Regions from separate parts of the Ovis aries genome. Here region 1 is linked to region 2. A link is a contact called in public Hi-C data. All regions are on one chromosome and are shown on one strand. Each heading gives the region's core, a stretch centred on a gene start, on an enhancer-like site or on the middle of the called end of the contact. The rest is flanking DNA. Distances are from core to core; before and after follow the strand shown.

Region 1 (3,071 bases), core at 471-2,970, 47 kb before region 2:
ACACCTCTAACCTTCAAGCCTTCTATTTTTTTCTTGGACTTGTCTGACATTTCAGGTAAAGAAAAGGATCAAGAAGCAGGAGGACTTCTTGATTGCATTCATTCTGATCCTAATAACTAAAACAAAGATGTATCTGGGTGACCTTAAGCTTCAAAAACAGCCGTAATTTTTTCTAGACCTCATGCTGAAGCTGATGCTCCAATACTTTGGCCACCTGATGCGAACAGCTGACTCACTGGGAAGACCCTGATGTTGGGAAAAACTGAAGGCAGAAGAAGAGGAAGGCGACAGGGGATGAGATGGTTGCACGGCATCACCAATCCAACAAACACGAACTTGGGCACACTCCAGGAGACGGTGAGGGACAGGGAGGCCCGGCGTCTGTGGAGTTGCAAAGAGTTGAACGCAACTTGACAACCCAACACACACACAGAGCCATTTTCTAAAGAGTACAGAATAGACAGGGGGCTAAATGGACAATGGCAAGTAACTCTTTCCTACATCGTGGTTTCTTCTGGCATGGACCTTGCCCGGCCTGGTCATTCAGTAGAGGCAGGCTGAGTACTCATTCCAGTCGCTCCCTCCAAACTTACGTAGCAACTTCCCCTGAATCATGTGACTGGCATCAGCCTCCCACATCACATTGTTCTCTGCCTCTCTTGCATAGCGTGTTCTCGAATCAAGTCACAAGCACAAAGGGTAATGGTTGTGTCTTAATCCTTTTTTTATCCATAGTTCCTTGCACATGATAATGGCTCAGTAAAAGTTTACTGATGATGACATGGTTATTTGTTCTAACAATGTGTTCCAATATCTTTTTTTTTTTTTTTTTGCTGTCTTCCTTTTTAAACCTTTTCACCACCAATTCAAGCTTCCACAGAGAGTGGGGCAAAGGCAGGGCATGGAGATGAAATGCAAATTTTTTCTTTTTAAAAAATTTTGATTTCCTTATTTTGGGCTGTGCTGGATCTTTGTTGCTGTGTGCGGGTTTTCTCTAGTTGCAGCGAGCAGGGACTACTCTCTAGCTGCAGAGAGGGCATGGGCTTCTCATTGCAGTGCTTTCTTCTGTTGCAGAGCACGGGCTTCAAAAGTTGCAGCACGAAGGCTTAGTAGTTGCGGCACACGGGCTTAGCTGCTCTGCAGCATATGGGATCTTCCCGGACCAGGGATAGAACCCATGTCCTCTGCATTGCCAGGCAGATGCTTGACCACCGGACCACCAGGGAAGTCTAAAATTGTGTATTTTCAATGGCCCCAGTTCCCAGTTCCCATGAGCTTTAAATGTCATGTGTAAATGGTGTAGCATCTCAGAATGTTAAGAAGAGACGCCTTTCAGTAGAGATAATTAAGACTTGATTTGGTACGTGAGCATCTGTCTGCCTTGGAAAAAAGCAAAGCCTTTCTTGGACACAGAAAAACAGGAATTAATTAAAATTTGTAACTGAGGGCTGTATGTTTACTTTTCTTTCCGGAGATGAGGACTGGAGAAGAAAATGACAGGGCCGAATCTATAACAGTCCCTGAATACAAGCGTCTCGCGGTGCCAACTCGACATGTGAAGCTGAGTCATCAGCCCAGGAGGAGGTGGGCTGCCCCAGGCTGTGTGGTCACTCGTGGGGCCGCAGCCAGCGCTGGCTGAGTGATTTTCTGTGCCCCGTGATTCTTGGTTAGCCCGTTGTGACTCCAGGAAAACAAGATCTAGATTCTGTGCTTCAGAAAGTAAACACCAGATTGAATCCAGAGCCGCCTCACCGAGCCAGGGAACGAAGCCGGCTTAGAGAGGTTCCTCTGTAATGGGGTGAGTCAGCAGCCAGTGGAAGGGCCTTTTATTAATCTTACGCTCCACGGCCAGTCAGGAAACTAAAATGTGCCCCACGTTGCTTGCTTCCAATGTGAAATGTGTGGTAGCTTAAGACGATAGCTTCTCAGGTGGCACAGGGGTAAAGGATCCCCTTGCTAATACAGGAGACACAGGAGTTGCAGATTTGATCCCTGGGTCGGGAGATCCCTTGGAGAAAGGAATGGCAACCCGCTCCAGTATTCTTGCCTGGAAAATTCCATAGGCAGAGAAGCCTGGCGGACTGCAGCCCACGGGGTCGCAAACAGCAGGACACGACTGAGCATGCTGGCACTAAGGTGACAGGCACACAGTTATCAACTGAGTGCATCTTCAGACATTTTTAGTTTTCCTTAGAAGTGAAGCTACAATTTGGATGCTTTCTGAAGTTTCTGAAATGTATGAGGCCGTTACTCGGGCAATTGTTTTCTCATTCAGCCTGGGGACAGCTGAAGGGGCTGGGGTGTGGGATCAGTTTCACAGGTCACGTACATATTACATGTTAAATAGCCTTTGATGGCAGACATGAACAGCTGAGCTGACACGTGAGTGAAAAGAAATGTTATCAGAGAGTGACTGAAATTATGGGGCTTTCTGCGTTTGACTCACCATGTTCCCTTTGGACATGAAGCCTCTCCCTTTCAGAAAAGGGTCTAAGCACAATGGATGTTCCTATCACATCTCCCAGGAGAAAGAAAAGCAACTACCAGGAAAACAATCATCGCACCGCCCTCCACGCCTGTCCTGGATCCACCTTCTTAGCAGCCCCGTGGTTTCCTCGCACTCCTGTGATAAGCAGGGCAGGATGGGACCCAAGCCCCACGCTCCAGAGAGACCTCGCCAGGGCTCCTGACTGTTGGACATAAGCCCTCTCCCCATCCTGCCCTGGGATCCAGCCAAAGGGCCCTGCGGTCTGGACCACCCATCTCGTGGAATAAAAGAGCAGTGTCACTCTCCTCAGGATCTCTGAGCAAAAGGCAGGTCTGACTGCCTGGGAAGGGCCCCAGAAGATGAAAATCATGCCCAGAGGCCACTGTGCAAGGGGGGTGACTGACCTCGGCTGCTATGGCTAGGCCCTCCTGAGTGTGTGCAGACTGGCTCTTTGGCACCTCTAGAACAAAAGGTCTGCCTTTGACCCAGAGCACGGTAGGTTCTCAGCCCTGGCTGTGCACTGGACTCCCCTGGGGAGCTTTACCAATGCTCTGGGGATGGGAGCCACCCCTACAGATGGTGC
Region 2 (3,052 bases), core at 33-2,532:
GAACGGGAGAAACCCAGAGATCCCAGCTTTGAGCCTGCATAGGTGAGGGCAGCCCAGCCTCCCTACCCCTGGCAACAGGCTGCGGGGCTGGCTGAGACTTAGAAGCAGAAAATAAACCTGTGCGGAAGTGAGAGGGAGCCACAGAGACCCACCTGCTGTACATCTGTCGTCTTGGTGAAACCTGTCCCAGGAAAACCAGGGCAGTGGAGGCCTGCAAGTGAGAACTAGATGGAAACCTCCAAGGTCAGCTGGTTCTCCCCATTCTGCGGTGCTCTCTCCCCACTCTGCCTCCTGCCCCTATGTGGCTCAGAATAACTGGGCTCTCTTTTCCTTGCCAGCTCCTGTATTTGGGGGACAAGGAATCTGGAGGGGAAAGGATATGTGCTGAGGAGTCTAGGCAGCCAGACAACCCTACCTGCCATTTCCAGTCACCAAAGCTTGTGTGGATGTCCAGAAAAAGCGGTCCCCACTCAAGGACCGTCCTGCCTGTCCCTGCAGAGCTGTGCCTCCTGGGCAGAGCCGGGGAGGAGCTGGCCCTGGGGCTCGGCCCATCTTTCAGATTGCCCCACTGAGCCCGTGGGGAACCTGCCCAAGGGAGGGACGCTTCCATCCAGCCCCAGCCGGATCTGGTGAACCCCACATGGGGCTGCTGGCAGAGGCCCAGGCGGAGTAGCTCTTCCCCACCCAGCTCCAAGCCCAGAGGAGCCCAAGTCCCATCTCATCTGTGAAAGTTTCTTCCTGGGGTCCCCCGTCCTTCAACCCACCGAGGTCAAGAGGGCCCCTACTCCCGCGCTGTGGCCCCCACTCTCCCCGCCCCCCCTCGCTGGCATCCCGGGGCCCTCCGCCTGCCAAAATCCAATCCGCTCCCTGGCTCCCTTTCTGGGGCTGGAAATGCAGCGGAATTTCGGTGGAATTTTGAGGTTGAGAAGCATCTCGGCAGAGAGGAAAAGAAAGGGAGAGAAGGAATGGGGAAAAAGAAAGTACGATTTTGGTGTCAACTTGCAGGATTCTAGAAAGCACCAAGGCCCCCGGGAGGCGGGCGCTGGGTCCCTCTGCAGGATGCGGACGGGCGGGGCGCTGGCGAAACCTCGAGGTCCCGCGCACCCCGCGGGGGCGGTGGGCGCCCGGCCGGGGCGGGGTCGCCGTCCTTACCTATGTCTGCATTGCAAAACGCCTGTTGCGGGTGCACCGGGGAGCAGCTGCAGGCGTCGGCCCGGGGGAGCAACGTCCCCAGCAGCAGGAGGCAGAACGCGAGCGGCAGGCTGCGGGCCGCGGCGCCCATGGCGGGCGGAGGGGCGGGGGTCGCGGACTCGGGCTAGCCGCCGCCGCCTGGGCTCGGGGCGCTCCCCTCTCGCCGGCCGGGGCCCCGCTGGTCTGGACGGCACTCCGCGGGCGCGCTCTCCTCTCCGGCCCTCACTCGCCGCACAAACTTTCTTGGCTCTAGGTTGCGGGGTGCAGCGAAGGGGGCGCGGGGCGCGGCTGACGGCGCGGAGGCGAGAGCTGGCTGGGGGGCGGCGAGCGAGCGAGCGCGCGCGCCGCGGACCTGGTCCCGGGTGCTCCACTGCCTTCTATGGTTGTGTGCGCTGCGGGTGCGGGCCGAGCCGGCCTTTTATTGCGCTTCGAGGCGGTTTGGCTCCGCCCCCCGGTGGCGGGCGGCCAATGCCGGCTCCGGGAGCTCTCGGCCGCCTCCCTCCCCGCGCGCCTCCCGCGCCTCCCGGCCCTCCCCCAAGTCCGGCTTTTGTTGTGCCCAGCCTGGCACGGCCCGGGCCCCCAGCTGCGCACCTGGCTTCCCACCGCTCGGAGCCGCACCCCCGCAGCCTCCCAGATCGCCAGAGGTTGGTGGGGGGAGGACACTGCAGGCAGACAGCGCCCAGTGGACCCTGACTCAGCACTTGGGACTCGCAGTCCACCTCTCCAGGGCACCAGGCGACCCACCCATCACCGCTTCCCCTCCAGCTTGGCGCGGGAGCCGTACGCTGCCTGATTCCCTTCCACCCCTGGGATCCCTGAGATCCTAGCCAGGGATTGAGGGAAAGGATGTGCCACTTTGGAGCACGGATCGAATCGTTCTCTGCCGCCCCTCTCCCTGCACCCTGCTGGGTGGACTCCTGAAACTTACTGAGAACACCTTTTTCAATTAGAGGCCTTAGAATTTTAAGTGCGCTTGGCCAGTAGAGTTAGGGGGCGCGGGGTGGTGGTGGGCGGAGGGGGGCGGGGAGCGGGGAGAAGTGGGTTCTATGAACAGCACAGGATTTCATATAAACCGGCTGTCATTTTGACCAGCCGGCAAGAGTGAGGAGCCAGCCCAGAAGAAAAAAGGGTTGGTGAAGGTGTTTTCTGGGCTCTCCTTCCTTAGCCCACAAATGTGGAAGCTGAAATACTTTATCCAAAACAGTTCTGTGTTCCAGGAAAGGCAGAGGGTCTTAGAGGCATGGATGGCGTGGAAAATGTGACACCCCCTCCATCTCTGTCTCTGAGCCCCCTCTGTGGTGGGCACTGTTACACGTAGGGCCTCATTCTTGCCATCTAGCCCAGGAGTTGTAAACTGAGAAAATGACACAAACAATCATTGTCCCCTCCACTATGTAATGCTGACTTGGGATATGAAACGGGAAAATACTGAAAGAAATTTTAAAAATGGCTGCCTTCTGTTTATGCATGGTTTTGAACCAGTAAATGGGCACCCCCAGAGTAAATTGATTGGTGATTCGTTCCCTGCGGACTGAAAACCAAGAGGAGAATAGCAGGATAATTAAGAGAGGAGGCTGGGCTCTGCCCAGTCATTCTCATTCTGGAGGTCAGGAGATCTCCCAACCACACAGGCACAGAAAGGCTTGTTGGAGGTCAAAGGGGAGTGATGCTAACCTAATGCCAGGCTACCCATAGGTTTTTCTGGTAGAATCCATCTTGGCTAAGAGATGCATGCGCCCATATAGAAGGATTCTGAGACACGCCAAACGTAGACTGTGAAGCAGACAAATCAAAATGATCGGCCAAAGGAAACCAGAAAGAAACGCCCCATTTAAGTGATCTAAATTGCCACAAGGGTGCA

Evidence for each region. A called contact is a pair of places that touch in the nucleus more often than the background predicts.
Region 1: a contact with region 2 is called in a Hi-C map of hypothalamus, with 2.3 times the contacts expected there. The contact joins the enhancer-like site here to the promoter of TIMP2 in region 2. A contact is called at or near these places in 6 of 16 Hi-C or Micro-C datasets (blood, hypothalamus, skin fibroblasts and 1 more).

Annotation. Positions count from the first base shown.
Region 1 is chr11:52,845,465-52,848,535 of ARS-UI_Ramb_v3.0, reverse strand. All of the region lies in intron 3 of TIMP2 (TIMP metallopeptidase inhibitor 2), which reads right to left. Among named protein-coding and RNA genes, the nearest start is that of USP36, 15 kb to the left of the region's middle. Within about 2 kb of position 1,720, at least 18 of the 54 cell types and tissues checked have an H3K27ac peak or open chromatin away from gene starts, as enhancers often do. A contact at or near this core is called in hypothalamus and tail adipose tissue, where this site is marked.
Region 2 is chr11:52,798,527-52,801,578 of ARS-UI_Ramb_v3.0, reverse strand. It overlaps TIMP2 (TIMP metallopeptidase inhibitor 2), which reads right to left and starts at 1,282. Exons shown (of 5, transcript NM_001166186.1): 1 at 1,153-1,282. The coding sequence starts at 1,282. CEP295NL (CEP295 N-terminal like) reads right to left here and starts at 1,346. Exons shown (of 5, transcript XM_060395829.1): 1 at 1,153-1,346; 2 at 1-211.